Regions from separate parts of the Mus musculus genome. Here all the other regions are linked to region 3. Evidence: chromatin contacts called from public promoter capture Hi-C data. All regions are on one chromosome and are shown on one strand. Each heading gives the region's core, a stretch centred on a gene start, on an enhancer-like site or on the middle of the called end of the contact. The rest is flanking DNA. Distances are from core to core; before and after follow the strand shown. Region 1 holds the start of Ilrun (inflammation and lipid regulator with UBA-like and NBR1-like domains). Region 2 holds the start of Zfp523 (zinc finger protein 523). Region 3 holds the start of Atp6v0e (ATPase, H+ transporting, lysosomal V0 subunit E). Region 4 holds the start of Tcp11 (t-complex protein 11).

The links. Promoter capture Hi-C pulls out the DNA fragments that hold promoters and counts their contacts.
Region 1: a contact with region 3 is called in a promoter capture Hi-C map of pre-B cells, with 2.4 times the contacts expected there. The contact joins the promoter of Ilrun here to the promoter of Atp6v0e in region 3. A contact is called at or near these places in 2 of 39 promoter capture datasets (liver and pre-B cells).
Region 2: a contact with region 3 is called in a promoter capture Hi-C map of liver, with 2.8 times the contacts expected there. The contact joins the promoter of Zfp523 here to the promoter of Atp6v0e in region 3. A contact is called at or near these places in 4 of 39 promoter capture datasets (hippocampal neurons, liver and pre-B cells) and 1 of 115 datasets of contacts at active chromatin or transcription factors (pancreatic cancer cells).
Region 4: a contact with region 3 is called in a promoter capture Hi-C map of pre-B cells, with 2.3 times the contacts expected there. The contact joins the promoter of Tcp11 here to the promoter of Atp6v0e in region 3. A contact is called at or near these places in 2 of 39 promoter capture datasets (liver and pre-B cells) and 1 of 9 other capture datasets (liver).

What each region holds. Positions count from the first base shown.
Region 1 is chr17:27,818,601-27,822,177 of GRCm38.p6, reverse strand. Ilrun (inflammation and lipid regulator with UBA-like and NBR1-like domains) reads left to right here and starts at 1,636. Exons shown (of 5, transcript NM_001033279.3): 1 at 1,636-2,001. The coding sequence starts at 1,844.
Region 2 is chr17:28,174,891-28,178,546 of GRCm38.p6, reverse strand. Zfp523 (zinc finger protein 523) reads right to left here and starts at 1,351. Exons shown (of 14, transcript NM_001357995.1): 1 at 1,022-1,351.
Region 3 is chr17:26,674,645-26,678,350 of GRCm38.p6, reverse strand. It overlaps Atp6v0e (ATPase, H+ transporting, lysosomal V0 subunit E), which reads right to left and starts at 1,955. Exons shown (of 4, transcript NM_025272.2): 1 at 1,773-1,955. The coding sequence starts at 1,876.
Region 4 is chr17:28,077,885-28,081,920 of GRCm38.p6, reverse strand. Tcp11 (t-complex protein 11) reads left to right here and starts at 1,282. Exons shown (of 10, transcript NM_001085555.1): 1 at 1,282-1,346; 2 at 1,616-1,762; 3 at 3,863-3,935. The coding sequence starts at 1,642.

The sequences.
Region 1 (3,577 bases), core at 387-2,886, 1.1 Mb before region 3:
TATGAGGCTGTCTTTTGGCTTTTTTGTAGCCAAGGCTCACTTTGACCTCACTAAGCAGTTAAGGGTGGCCTTCCATCCTGATCCTCGGCCTCCTCATGTGGGGATTACAGGCATGTGATATGAAGCTAACCTGGTAGTTTATGTCCTAAGAAACCATGACTAAGGAGAAGAGAGTGTCTGAAGCACTGCCAACGGTAGGAATACACAAACTGTCACACTGATAACCCTGAGCTCTGGTCCTCATGATCTCACAGCTGCTGTTCATGAGATAGACACAATTCAAACACATCCGTAAACATATTTTGTCAATCTTTAATCAGGTTGAACTGTTGAGCAAACTATCAGCAATAACTGCATTTGCTCAAGGTTCTGCTCTGAAATTTGGATATGATAACAATCACCAGGCGATTTTGAGCCTCCTCCCAGGCCCACTGACTTCAGTTGAGTCTCTTTTCAGAAGTAGTTGTGACAGTAGTTATCCCAGCAAGTAGGGGTAGGAGGATGAGATCAAAGGCAACTCCAGGAAGAAAGCCCGCCTCTGCCTCTTGAGTGCTGGGGTGGTTTATTTTTTAAAGGCAGGGTCTAGAGTATCTCTGGCTGGCATCAAACACACAGAAATTTGCCTGCCTCCCCAGTGCCGCCACCCTTGGCTGTCAGCCAGGCCTTATATGCAAGAGCGAAGTATCTCTGCTCTCAGGAACCCAGGTCTTCATACCTTCGGGGAAACAGCTTAAGCCAAGTCCCCAGTTGCCCAGTTTCTTACCCACCCCCATCCCTGTACCTAGTCATATCTAACAGGTGACACTGAGAAAATACTTGGTGACAGAACGGGCAGATGAGTCTCTCCACAGCTGAGCTTCTTAATCCTTCAGCTTCAAATGGAGCCTCACATTAGTAGATACACTGGATACTGTCTACAGTCATTTTTTTGGTCGTGGATTTTAGAGACAGAACAAGATTTGCTAAATTCTAGGGTATTGACCTTTCTTTGCAGAGGATCGGTTCCTCTGACCTGTAACTGGTGCTTGCATTAGGCTGCCTTTATTTTCTGGAAACGTAATGCTAAGGTTGCATAGTAACATAGGCAGTCATGAGAAACTCAGGTCAGAATCCAGAGACTAAGCGTGCACCGCCGCGACCTTGGGAAAATGTCTGTTTGAATACTAAGTCCCCTGAGAGCGGAGCAGCAAGAGTCCGCTCTGTGCTGCCCTTTGCCCTTTGCCCCAGTCCCAGCCTCTGTTCCTGTGGCGACTTCGGGTTCCCAGCCTGAGCATGGGTGGGGTCGCTCGTCTCCGAAGCACCTCTCAGACTCGTGACTCCTCCCACGCAGTGTGGGGACTCAGGCGAGGACAGAGACCCGCCCAGTATCCGCTCTTTCCGGCTTCCCGTTTCCTGCCCCCTCCGCTCTGTCGCGGTGAGGTCACGCGAGAGACGTCACCGAGTTATGACGTCACTGAAGGCGGGCTTTCGGGAGAGGAAGGGGCGGGGTCCGAGCGGCCCCGCGCGTGCGCGTTGGGCGCGGCCCGGGAGGAGGCGGAGGCGGCGGTGCTGCGAACCGCGGCGGCAGCAGCGGCGGCGGCGGAGGCGGGCGCTGGGGGGGGTGGGAGGGGGGGGAGCGCGAGCCCCAGAGCCAGCGAGAGAGGAGCGAGCGGTGCGGTGCGGCGCGGCTCGGCGCGGCGCGCGCAGCCCATGAGGCGGTGAGAGGCCTGGGGCCTGTCTCGGAGCAGTGCGCGCGGCGCCGGCCAGCAGCGGGCCGCCCTTCGTGGGCTCGGGCCCGGGCGCGGCGGCCGCCCGTGGAGAAGCAGGTCGGGGCGGTGGAAGCTGTGCGTCCGGGCCCCCCGCCATGGAGGGCATGGACGTGGACTTGGATCCGGAGCTCATGCAGAAGTTCAGCTGCCTGGGCACCACAGACAAGGACGTGCTCATCTCCGAGTTCCAGCGGCTACTCGGCTTCCAGCTCAACCCGGCCGGCTGCGCCTTCTTCCTGGACATGACCAACTGGTGAGTCCGCCCCACGCGGAGCCAATCCTGCTGGCAGCGGCCTCGCGGCCCCGAGGGCAAAAACACCGGAGCCCGCTCGTGGAGTACTCCCGGGCAGGGCAGGGCCCAGGCCGGGAGGTGGCAGGGAGTCAGAGCCCGAAGAACATGGGAAGAGGGGAGAAGTGGTGAGGTGGAAGCCAGGGGAGTCGATCTGGGGCGAAAAGCGTGTGTTCTGGGAGTAGAAAGCACAGGAAACGAGAGTTGCGAAGTGTTTTCCTTTTAAATAGGTGCGAAGTGTAGGAGCTGAGGATGACAGAACGGTGTGGAAACTCGAGGGAGTGTGTTAGGTGCTGAGGTCGAACTCTGGGCGCGGGAGAGGTCTCGGAGCTGAGAATAGATCTTGTGTCTCTTTGAGGAGATAAGGGCGAAAACGACTTTTGCGGCGGAGGGAACACAAATTATAATCAACTGAGTATGGTGAGAAAGGAAGAGTTGTGCCAGGGAGAAGTGACATCTAATGGAGGCGCCGGAGCGCCAGGCCTGCGACGAGGACTGGGAAAAGTCTTCAGAAAGTGGAGGGAAGCTGATCTTGGAGGCAGGAACTTTGTGAAGACACTGGCGTGCTGGGCAGAGGCTTGGCCTTGGGAACTTTGACGAGCTTACTGATTGGATGGGCTTAGTTGACAGAAAACTGAGAAATGTATAGGTTGGGGGCCAGGGGTTCTGGCTTGTAGTTGGGTTGTACAGGCTGAAGTGGAGCTGTCTCCAGGCACCGACGTGTGTCTTGGTTCTTAGAGCAGCACTTGCTGTTTTTGATAAGCAAGAATACTTTCTCTTGGTCTCCAAGTAGGGATTGTTAAGTTCACTCGGGAATTTAACCATTAGACTGGAGACCATTAGACGGCCTTTGAAAGGCTCTCAGGTGAAGCAACTAATCGGGATTTGAGCAAAAAGCAAGGGGGTGCATGCCCTTTGCCCCGTGTTGAGCGTTCAGTGCCCTGACGTGTGGAATCTTGTTTCTCTTGGCATCCCTTGAACAAACTCCCATTATTTCCATGTCCACCCAGTGCCTCGAGCAATGTCTGAAAAGAGGTTGTAAGCTTAGATTTTTATCCTACTCCTGCCTAGTGCTCCCCCACCCCACTCCAAAGATGCTTATCTGTGATGAGAACCAGAGGTGAAGTGTTTTCACTATTGGTCTTAAAAAAAAAATGACAAGAATGGGGCTGATATTTTAGTGTCTGGTAAACTGGGAGGCATTGAGGCACAGCCTTTTAGAGTTAAACAAGTACTTGTGAGTTCTGTTTGTGTCTTCGTTTATTTTTATTATTTCCTAATTGTGAGTATGTGCATGTGTACAGGTTCTTTTGGAGGCCTGAGGCATCGGGTACATGTGGGCTGTGGGGTGCTAGTACTGGGTGCTAGAGATGGAACTCAGACATGCTGTTGAGTGTCTCTCCAGCTCCTGGGCTTGTATATTGGGTCCAGGTGATCTGATGCAGGGAATGGAGCTACTTTTCTGAGCACCAACTAGATGGGTTTCATTTGGGCACACCTTTAGTCCTTGCAGTCTGGAGACTGAAGCTGGCACATCTAA
Region 2 (3,656 bases), core at 102-2,601, 1.5 Mb before region 3:
GAAGCTCTGTGCTGCACGGCTTTACAAACTGATAGAGTCCAATTGAGGGGGCAGAGTGTAGACAATCACAGGAATGAAGAAATACTGTTCGGTAAAGCCAGTAGACCCAGGTTGGGAGTGGGGGTGGGAGGGTGAGGTTACAAGGACTACATTTCTGAGGCAGCGTAGAAAAAAGTTCGCTATTTTTGTCTTGACTAAGAATTGCAGAATTTTAATAGAAAGAAACATTGGGGAATCACCAAACTCAATCTCATCACAGTTCTGATCAGAAACTCAAGTCCACCGTAAGGAAAGGACCTCCACCAAGGTTTCCAAAGCTCAACATGATAGAATTTGAACTTGAACCACACACTCAATCTAGAATCCTTTCCTGCCTCAAATGATACTTCATTTCCATTTACTCTTGATCACCACAACGGTGGCATGGCAGTGGGCATAAGTTATGTATGTGCTGATTGACACTGGAGGCTGGGGGCGGGGGGGGGGGTTAAAGAGGGATGTCAGGAGGGTGAGATGATCATGGTGTTACGGGGCGAAGATCACGAGTTATGTGGATGAGTGGGTGGGAAACAGCCCGAGTCTGGTTTGCAGAAGCCAGGAGAGGACTAAGGGGTGCCCACAGAGGGTAGTCTAGGGGGTCACTAGGGACTACGGGCCTCTTGGAAGCCATGTAATGATTGTATCAGCACTGAGACTGGAGGGTCCAGAAGCAGGGCTGGGGTTAGCACTCAATGAATTGGGGGTCGCCTTGTGAGGTCTGGGGGTCAGGAGTGTGTGTATGGGGTCAAGGAGGAGGAGGAGGGCGGGGTTTGGGAGTCCTGGGGGAGGAGTCTCAGGGCGGGATGGAGGGGCAGGGACCCTGGGTGGGGGTGGGGCCAGGCCGCCGTCCAGGGAGGCCCAGCCGCCAGGCCAGGGACCGAGGAGGGTGGGCACGACGGGCTCCGGACCTTCCCGGGGCCCCGCGTTCGCCCAGCCTCCCGCCTCGGGGCACGGTGGACCCACTCTTCCCGCGGCCACCAACCTGACAGCCCCCGAGGGCGACTCCGCCGACAGACCACCATGCACCGGGCCCTGCCACCAGCGCCGGCCCCGCAACCCGCCTGCGCCATAGCCCGCCCGCGCGCGGCTTGCCTCGCGCGATATCCAGGTTCCAGGGCGGCCGCACTTCCCTCTCGCTCCCGGCGCGGCCTCCGCCGGGCCCCGGAACCCGGATGACCAGCGCGGGGCCACGCTCCAGCCCGCCCCCCTCCGCCGCGGCGGCCGGCCTGCTTATCCCGGTTCCCGGGCCCCGGAGCCCAGGCCGCCGAGTCTCCTCAGGCGAGCCTCGGAGCTCCGCCTCGCTCTTCTCTCCGCTGGCCGCCGGGTGACGCGGCCTCGCCAGCCCGGGCGCCCGGGGAGGGCGTGATGACGTCACGACGCCGGGTGGAAGCCGCGGTCGCCATAGCAACGGGGGAAAAAATCGAGCGGCGGTGGGCTGCTCGGGAGGAAGCCATTGCAGGTATCTCTAGGTGGTTCCTGCAGAGGACGGTGACCAGACGCCTGGAGGGGATGGGACTCCGAGGGACAGTCCTCCCAGCGCCCTGTGCAACGGCGCCCCAAGGGATGGCGTCCCGACAGTCATCTCTGCTGGATGGTCCTCCCCCTGGGACTTCACCCTAAGGGACGCTTCTCTCCCGCTCTGTCAGAAGGTGAACTGGGGCTCAGCACCCTGAGGGACTTAGGGACGGTCCTCCCTGTGGACAGTCTCCGTGAGAGATGGTCCTTCTGCATGGACTGCACCCCGAGGGACAATCCTTCCTGCACTTTGTGGGAAGATGCCCGAGGGGTGGGGGTGGGGGGACAGCATTATGAAGGATGGAGCCCTGACAGTCCTTCCTGCGGGACAATTCTCCCTGCAGTACTGGCTTTTCCCATATGCCCTGGGGAACGTGAGTGTTTATGAGGGATGGTGCACCCATCCTGTCCCCTGAGGAAGGGCCCTGACGTTCCCCTCTGCTCGACTCATCTTCCTGAGGGATGATTCTCTCTGAAGGAAGGTTCCCTGACAACACTTGCTTCCTTCTACTGCCTTCCCTGAGAAATGACACTCTGATGGTCGACCCCTGAGGGACAACGCCCCGAGAGTCTTCTCAGGTTCTTGGGCGTTCATTCATTCCTCCATCAGCTCCCCAAAACCAACAGGTCCCCTTGATAGGGTAGCAGTGTGAGGAACAAAACCAAGTGCCCCCTTTCTTCTCTGTTTTTCCATAGTTTTGTCCTTTTTTTGGACTCAAACTGTGGATCCCAAGGTGGCCTTGAACTTGTGATCCTCCTGCCTCATCTTTACACCTGACACCTAACTTTAAAAGTTCTTTTTATTATCTCTCTTCCAAGCAGGGAGGAATTGTGGTTCAGGATATTTTCAGAAATTGAGAGAAAATAAGCTTCCAATTAAAAATAAGAAGATGAAGGGGGAGGAGCCTTGGCACGGGCATGTTAACCCCGAGGTCCCAGTGTGGTACTGGAATTTCCACCTGGTGCCCTAGTATATACCCAGTTAGAGCCAGCTCTGCCATCCTAGCACGACACACATGGGATCTTTCCAGGGTTTTATAGCACGGATTATTGGTTAGAAATACAGCAAGAAAGCCAGACACGGTGGTGTACAACTGTAATCCCCTGCACTGGGGAGGTGAAACCAGGAGGGTCAAGAGTTCACCATCAGGGCTGGCAAGAGTTTGATCCTTGGAACCCATATGGTGGGAAAAGAGAACCTGTTTCCCCCAGTTGTCCTCTGAACTCCAAAGACACATGGTAGCATGCTTACACACACACACACACAGACAGTGCTTGCTTATATACACTCACAAATGCACACACATACTCAATGAAAAAGTTCAGGATCACTTTTAGTTTTCTGGTGAGTTGAAAATACTAGAATTCCGAGTGACCTGGATGTCTGCTCAGCGCCACCACCCTTTACCATATGGGCAGATAGCTCTTCCTTGCAGATGGTATTCGGTTCGTTTCCTCTCCATTACACAGAAACCATTTGTCTGAAGGAAGAGATAAAAGTTGTCATCCCACCACGTGGCCTTGGCTGGCCTGCATCTTAGTCTAGGTAGACCAGGCTGGCCTCAAACTCACACATCTGCCTGCCTCTCCCTCCCCAAGTGCTAGGATCAAAGGCGTGAGTCACTATACCCAGCCAAAGCAACGGTTCTAAAACATTCCAGGTCCGAAAGATTGGTGAGGAAGCTGTTGTGGAGTAGAATTTTATTCTCTTGGTACCAGGAATGAGATGCAAGGGCCCGGGCATGCTAGGCATGGCGCTCTGCTGCTGAGCTACGAGTAAAGATCAGAGGGGGGGATGTCGGATGACAGCTCTCCATTGCTGGGGTGCGGTGACCTTGGTGCTGGTTCTGCCTCCCTCGCAGGTCTGGAAACTCCTGCTTCTGCTTCTTTAATACTGGGATTAAAGACCTAAGCTGTCATGCTCAGCGAGGGGAAGTCTCCAACGTTGCTTTTAAACGTAGACAGAGACATGAATTTCCAGATATTAAAATCATTAGGAATAAGCTGAGCTGTGGGAGGGGGGAGCCAGGCCTGTCCGGCAGTGAGAAGAAGAGACCTTTGAGTGTTTAAGATCCCCCCCCCGGGCCCCCAGCTATAGGACA
Region 3 (3,706 bases), core at 706-3,205:
GGGCACCTGATGCCAGGATGGGGAGAACAGAGTTTTAAGAAAGGAGTGGCCCAAACTAGGCACGTTAATGAAAGCTATTCTGGGATGAAGGCCAGAAAGACAGACAGTGGTGGAACGGAACAGGGTTGGTTTAAACACAACAGAGACATTTTGTTGTCTAACTCCAAGAGGAAAAAAAAAGTGTCTAAATGGACTCAGTACTCAGTTACTACAAATTACTTTGATAACTGCAGAGCCCAGATACCACATCAGCTGCTGTAAACCGCAGATGACGCTGTAGGACTGTTACTGAGAAGTGGAGCCTCCCTGATGCTTGCAAAGGACAGATATTCACCTATCATTTCCCTTTCAAAAGCCATTTAATTGCGACCTGGAGAGATGGCTCTTTGGTTAAGTACACTTGCTCTTCCAGAAGACCTAGATTCAAGTCCCAGCACCCACGTGACAGCTAATGACCATCTGTAACTCCAATTCCAAGGGATCCAAATGCCTCTGTGGACATTGCACGCATGATGCCCTTACATACATGCAGCTATACACTTATATACATAAAATAATACATACATCTTTAAAAGTGCTTTCTTAGGCTAATAGAAAAAACACTGTTAAAAGTCAGTGTATTCCAGACAGTAATAGAAGCCAATATCACAAAACAGTAAAACTTCAGCTGGGCGTGGTGGCGCACACCTTTAATCCCAGCACTTGGGAGGCAGAGGCAGGTGGATTTCTGAGTTTGAGCTAGCCTGGTCTACACAGTGAGTTCCAGGATGGCCAGGGCTACACAGAGAAACCTTATCTTGACCCCCCCCCCAAACAAACAAACAAACCCCCCAAAGCCCCCCCAAAACAAAGAAACCCACAGTAAAACTTTCTCTAATCAAAATGGCCCACTCAGTAAACATTGTCTACTCTACAAAGTGTTGTGGAGCTAAACACTATGTACCCACCATTCAGTGTCTAACCATTAAAGCAAGAGACGTTTCTGACACACTACTACTTAAGATCAAGTGTCACCTCCACATGATCTTGAGTGAGAGGGAAAAAATTACTTAATTCAAAAGAGGAACTAGAAAGAGGGTGCCCTAGGCTCCTCTGAAAAGGTTTGTTTTTACACTGCAATACAGAAGTTTATCTCCAAACAGAGAAAACGGTATTCTGCAAACCTTAGATGGGGGAATGAAAATCTTGGCCAACCACTGTAAATACTGTTTACAAGTAAGGGCAGGAGCGCCCTGGAAGGTATGACGCAGAGGTTTCTACACAATGCCTTCAGCTCTGGGTGATTTAACCTCGTTTAGATCAGGCTCACCCTGGCTTGGGTTGGGCCCACTAGCTGCAAAGGCTGAACTTAACGCTCTGCATCAAGCTTGTCTGAGTCCGAAACTGCGACAGCAAGGGGGCGAGAGGGAGATTTCTGTTCTCAGATCCCTTTCTTTGAGGTTTAGGCAAAAAGCCTCCCGTGCATCAAAGACAGAACCAAAGCAGCGACAGTGGCTTGGGAGGCGCCCTAATTTCTCTTCAGTCGAAGTGCACACTTTTAGTCCATCAAGACAAAAAGCACTCCCTAAAATTCACTTCCGGGAGGGGCCGCCAAAGGTGACCTCACCCTCCAGCCGGGGACGTTGACAGGCTCTGAGGAGCGCATGCGGTCCTCCCCTCTGTGGTCCACCCCGCCTCATCCTCCCGCCGTAGTCCTCCACGTACGATCCTTCTCTCCGTGATCCTCCCACCGGGGTCCTCCGCTCCCACCACCTTGGACCTGGCGCACTTACCCCCGGTTAGGACCCTTGGGGATAAACCAGGGCACGAGGAGGCCCACGAAGCCCCAGAACACGCTCATCACGATCAAAGGCACAGTAAGGCCGTGGTATGCCATGCCTGCGCCCCAGCAGCCGAATCGGTCCGGAGCCTCGCTCTCGTCCCACCCGGAAGTGTCAACAGAGGCTCACGTGATCGGCGCGCTAAAGCCCCGCCCTTTGCGCGCGGCGTGACTCGACCGTCGGACTCCGCCCCTTAGACTAGAGCCCCGCCCTTACCTGGCTAGTCTCAAGGCTGTGGTTCCATGGGGCTTGACTGAGATGAACCTCCAGCCACCGGGGAGGGGACCAGCAGAGTTTTCTGGAAAGAACTTAGGCCCATTTTGGTGATGTGTCATTTACAGTTTTATCTATATTTTACGCGCAGACATAAATAAGTAAAACCTACAATAGTGGACTACTGTTCTAGAGTCTTGTATGCTAGGCTCCTGCTTTGCATTCTTCCATAGCCCATGAACTACTCACAATCGCCATCTCTGCTGCAAGTGAAGAATCACAGTCGCATTGTAAGTAACTTCACGGTTGTAAGGCTCTTAATCGTTGGTGCTGCTGTGTGTCTTGTACAGAGTGCCAGGGTCTGAGTTACAGAAGTAAATCTGACAGCCATCTGAGAGAGGTCACATCTCCAGAGAAGATGGACAGCTGAGGATGACCAGGCCCTACTTTGCATTCCCGCCAGTTGTCACAACAGTTTCAATAAGAATAGGAATTATCGGGGCTGGTGAGATGGCTCAGCAGGTAAGAGCACCCGACTGCTCTTCCAAAGGTCCTTAGTTCAAATCCCAGCAACCACATGGTGGCTCACAACCATCTGTAACAAGATCTGATTCCCTCTTCTGGTGTGTCTGAAGACAGCTACAGTGTACTTACATATAATAAATAAATAAATCTTAAAAAAAAAAAGAATAGGAATTATCACCGGGCATCGTGGAACACGCCTTTAATCCCAGCACTCAGGAGGCAGAGGCAGGCAGATTTCTGAGTTCGAAGCCAGCCTGCTCTACAGAGTGAGTACCAGGACAGCCAGGGCTACACAGGGAAACCCTGTCTCGAAACAAACAAACAAACAAACAAGAATAGGAATTAGCCAGAAATATCATTGTGGCTCGCCAGAATTGTAGGCTCATTGCACCATGAACTTCCTGAGACACAGAGGAGGGGAGCAATTCTTGGAGGTTTTTTTTTCCCTTGGGGCCAGGGACTTGCTATGAGGAACACAACAGCTCCCAAATGCTGGGATTGCCAGTGAAGCACCATGCTGAGCTGAGGTTGGTTTTGCAGAAGCTTGCAGACAGAGCAAGATGAAAAGGGAGATCTGGCAGCTGAATCCAGTGTGCTGGCTGTGGATCCATTTCCCCGTAGTAGCCACCTCTCCTGATTTCTTCATCAAGTAGAATGGATTCCTGAATTAATTGGACCCTTCAGCAGCTGTACCATCTTTGCAAATGATTTTCAGACTTTAACTGAGCCAGCTGTAGTGGCCGCATACTTTTAATCCCAGAATTTAGAAGGTGAAGGCTGGCAGAACCATGCAGTTAGGAACAGGCCAAACTAGACTCAGAACTCAATTTGAAGTGGAGGTCCATCTATTGGTCATGTCTTGATAGTCACTCAGCTCACCATTAGTAATCTGAAATAATTTGTTTCTTTAAAATAGTCATGTAATTTATGTCAGGTGATGGTGGTACACACCTTTAAAAGCAACACTCAGAAGGCAGAGGCAGGTGAATCTCTGTGGATTCAAGGCTAGCCTGGTTTACAGAGAGATTTTTAGTCAACCAGGACTATACAGAGAAACCTTGTCTCCAAAACCAACCAACCAAACTAACTAACAAACAAAATTCATGGAATTTGGATGCCTATGTAGCAACTCACAAAGCACATTTATA
Region 4 (4,036 bases), core at 33-2,532, 1.4 Mb before region 3:
CCAACCAAGCTACAACCTTAAATTCTTTTCAGTAAATCCTACCTTGCAGTATTGGAACTGAACCTGGGCCCTCAAACATGGCCGGCATTTTGTTACTAAGTTGCACCCATTATCTGGCTTTGTTTTGTCTTTAAACTTTAGTTGCTTCGTCTGTCCTGGAACTGTGTAGTCCAAGCAGGCCTTGGCCAGTCTGTCCTCTTGCCTCAGTCTCCCCAGTAGCTAGGGTGACAGGCCTGCACCGTTACTTTCAGGTTTTCCAAAGTCAGGGATTGGCAAGCAAAGCAGCGGCATCAGGCGGTACAGCCATTTCCGGGGGATCGCACGCCCTCTTCTGAACGCCTGGGGTACTGCATGGATGGGATGCATTTGCATAGGTTTTATGATGACTTCAAGTCAGAGTAATTAAGAGGCCAGAAAGAATATGAGGGAAAAACACCCTCTCCATGTTCTCTCCCCAAACCCAAGGCGTGGGTATTTAAAAGACTTTAATCCCTGCAGAGGCAGGAAGATCTGAGTTTGAGGCCAGCCTGGTCTACAGAAGAGTTCCCTGACTGCTGGGGCAGCATAGAGAAACTTTCTTTGTCTTGGGAAAAAAGCAAAAAACACAAGAGAATGTTATATGTAAAACAAGACAATTTTATATGTATGGGTATTTTGCCTGCGTGTATGTAAATATATGTAAATATAGGAAGTATGATCCCGAGGAACTGGAGTGGCAGATGGCCGAGATCCATCATGTTGGTGCTGGGAATCGAACCCTGGTCCTCTGGAAGAAAGCCAGTGGTCCTAACAGCTGAGCCATCTCTCCAGGCCTCACCCTCCATTTTTTTTAAGAATCTGGAAATGGAGCTCAGCCTATGAGGTCCCTTCCATGCCCAGCACTACATGAACCCTTGGTGGTGGCTCACACGGGTGACCCCAGCACTCAGGCAGAGGCTGTAGGGTCAGCAGTTCGAGGCTAGCACCCCTGTGCATGCTCTGCAGGCTACCCCTAAGCCCCAGATCCTGACACTTGGAATCAATAGGGATGACCGTCCTGCCCCAGTCTCGGTCTCACCCAAGGTGGCGGCAGATGGTCGGTGGCGGGTCGCGATGCTGGTGGGGAGGGCTGCCACGCGCCTCGCGCCTCGTTGCCAGGACACCTAAGCTGTTTGTTTGGCAACACCGGGCGTTCCCACTCCTGCTCAGTTCGCAGGGTGGGGATGTGGAGTGTGTGACAGCATCGACGTGGGGCTCAGTGGCTCCACCCAGCCACGCCGCCCCTGCCTCATCCCCCCAAGTGGTTTAGCCCACCCGCACCCCGTGCCGCCCAGCCAGCCAGAGCGGGCGGGCCGGCAGAGAAGGAAGTGAGCTGAGTGGAGAGAGGGAAGGGGAGGGAGAAAGTGGAGGGGGAGGGCGGAGGTGAGCCACGGAGGGGAAGGGATGAAAGAGGGGAAGGGAGAGGGGAAGAGGAGGTGAGGGGAAGAGGCATACTGAGAGGGAGAGACAAGGGGTGGTGAGGGATGGAGAGGGGTAAGGGGAGGGGCGTCCGTCGGGGCTGCGGCCTCAGTTTCTTCCTGCGCCAGCTCTGGTCCCCCCTGGCCCTGACGAGCCCCCAACATTTGTCACCACACAGATACCACCACCACCACCATCACCAGGATGCCAGACGTGAAAGAGAGGGCGGCCCGGAAGGAGCCCGGCGCGGCAGAGAGCGCCTCCCGTGAATCCCGCGGGGGAAACACCCGGGAGAGCGCGAGCAGCGCCCAGGGGCACCGATCGTGTAGGTTCAACCGTCGCCCGAGCACGGCCGCCCTCACCCCAGGGTCCGCGCAGGGGCGCGGGGTAAAGACGGCGCCACGAGGTCCCGTGGGCCACGGAGGACTGCGGACTGGCCCGACCTCCCGGTGTCCCCAGCCCTCCGCCCGAGCGAAGCTCCCCTCGGTCACGCGTGGGGCACCGCTTCCGCCATCCCCGGGAAAGGGCCACCTCGGCGGGACCCCGAGCTCGCACAGGCTAGGTATCTGCTTGAGGCAGGGTCCCCCAAGTGCGGGGACTGCAGGTCCGGACCTCCCTCCCCCTCGTTTCAAATGCTCCCGCACAAGCGTTGCCATGGATTTCCTGTGACGCTGGACAGTTAGTCTCTCCTCTGTGGCCACGCGGGGTCGCTGCTGCTTAACGCTGTGACTTGAGACAAGATCCAGGTGTACCCGGAGGGGTGGGGTGGGGTGGGTTGGGTTCGGGCTGGGGTTGTGTATCCAAATAGGAACCTGGCCTGTGGGGTTCAAGGTCAGGGCGTGCTGGTGCTGCTGGTTTGGAAACAGTTCTTACAATGGCTGTTGCATCCATAGGTACAGTGACTCCTGAGTATACAATCAAATTCCTTTTGTAAAAATTTGGAACTGTGTATAACACGTTGGCTTTGTTGTGTTGCAGTTTTCTTTTTTTAGGGGGGCAATCTGAATTTTTAAGAATTGTAGCCACACTTAAATCTCTACTCTTTAAGCCCTCCTTGTTCCGGAGTGCTCTGGGCGGAACTGGCTGCTTCTTGCAGTTGGAGAGTTTCTTGAGGAGTGGCTGTAGCTTTGAAGGTTTCCTTTCACCTCGGATTTGTTTACGGATCTGATTGTGTCATGCCAGCCATTTCGGCTGGGATAATGAAGGACTGCACAGATGCTGGGAAGAGCAGGGTCCGGTCACCTTTGTTTTTATAAAAAGGTTTATTTTTCTTTGTGTGAGTGGGTGTTTTGTCTACAGGTATGTCTGTGCACCGTGTGTGTTCAGGGCCAGAAGAGATGTCGGGCGCCCTGAAACTGGAGTTACAGATGCTTGTGAGCCAAGGGTAACCCAGCTCTTAGGAAAGGGCAGCAAGTGGCTTAACCACTTGGCCATCTGTCCAGCCTGTAGTTTATGCTTTTATAACCCAGCCAAGGACTCTAGATTTTCTATCAAAGTCCAGTCAATTTTCTCACCATGAAATATTTTCAATTTGTTGAAACGTAAAACCCAGAGACTTCCTCCATTTTTAATTTTCTCTGTGTGTGTGTGTTTTTTTCCTTTTTCCTTACTGTCTGAGGATACAGGCATGACTCTAAATACTTCTGTCATGTTTCCTTCTGAGAAAGACAGTGCTGTCCTATGGGATCTCTACAGTTATTTTCTTTTGCCGGGCAGTGGTGGCACAAGCCTTTAATCCCAGCACTTGGGAGGCAGAGGCAGGCAGACTTCTGAGTTTGAGGCCAGCCTGGTCTACAGAGTGAGTTTCAGGACAGTCAGGGCTACACAGAGAAACCCTGTCTCGAAAAACAAACAAAACAAAACAAAACAAAACAAAACATTGTGCCTTTTCAGGCCTGTGAGGCAGCTCAGCAGCTAAGCTCCCCCGACCCCACCAACCTGATGACTGAGCCGATGCCCAGGCAGCCATGAGAAGGTAGAAGGAGGGAACCTTCCTCGAGCCTCCCAATGCAAACTGGTGTGCAATACTAATAACCTTCTTGATTATTTTATGTATACGAGCACACTATCATTGACACACCAAAAGAGGGCATCAGATCCCATCGTAGATGGCTGTGAGCCACCATGTGGTTGCTGGGAATTGAACTCAGGACCTCTGGAAGAGCAGACAGTGCTCTTAACCGCTGAGCCATCTCTCCAGCCCTGACAGCTTTATCTTTGAATCCGCTTCATTTTGTGCCTGCCTGAACTTTAGCCTTCACTGTGTTGGACTGCCCTGAGCATTTCTAGCACGCCCTTGGGGAAGTACAAGTGACTGGCTGAGTGGACTCAGATATAACCCCGGGGGCCTTCAGACGAGTGACCCTGAGGAGATTCAGACATGTGTGGGTTGATAACTGTCCACCAGAACTTCTTCTAATTACAGGTATGACGGAGAGAGTCCATGACGCTTCCAAGCTTGATTGTCAGTTGGAAGAAAGGAGTTTATCTTCAAGCAGGTATTGGCTTTTACAGTTTCTGTATGTGACTTCCTGATGTCGTTATTCAGCACCGAAGGATTCTGGGGGCTGGGGAGGTGACTCTGTGGGCTGACACTTGT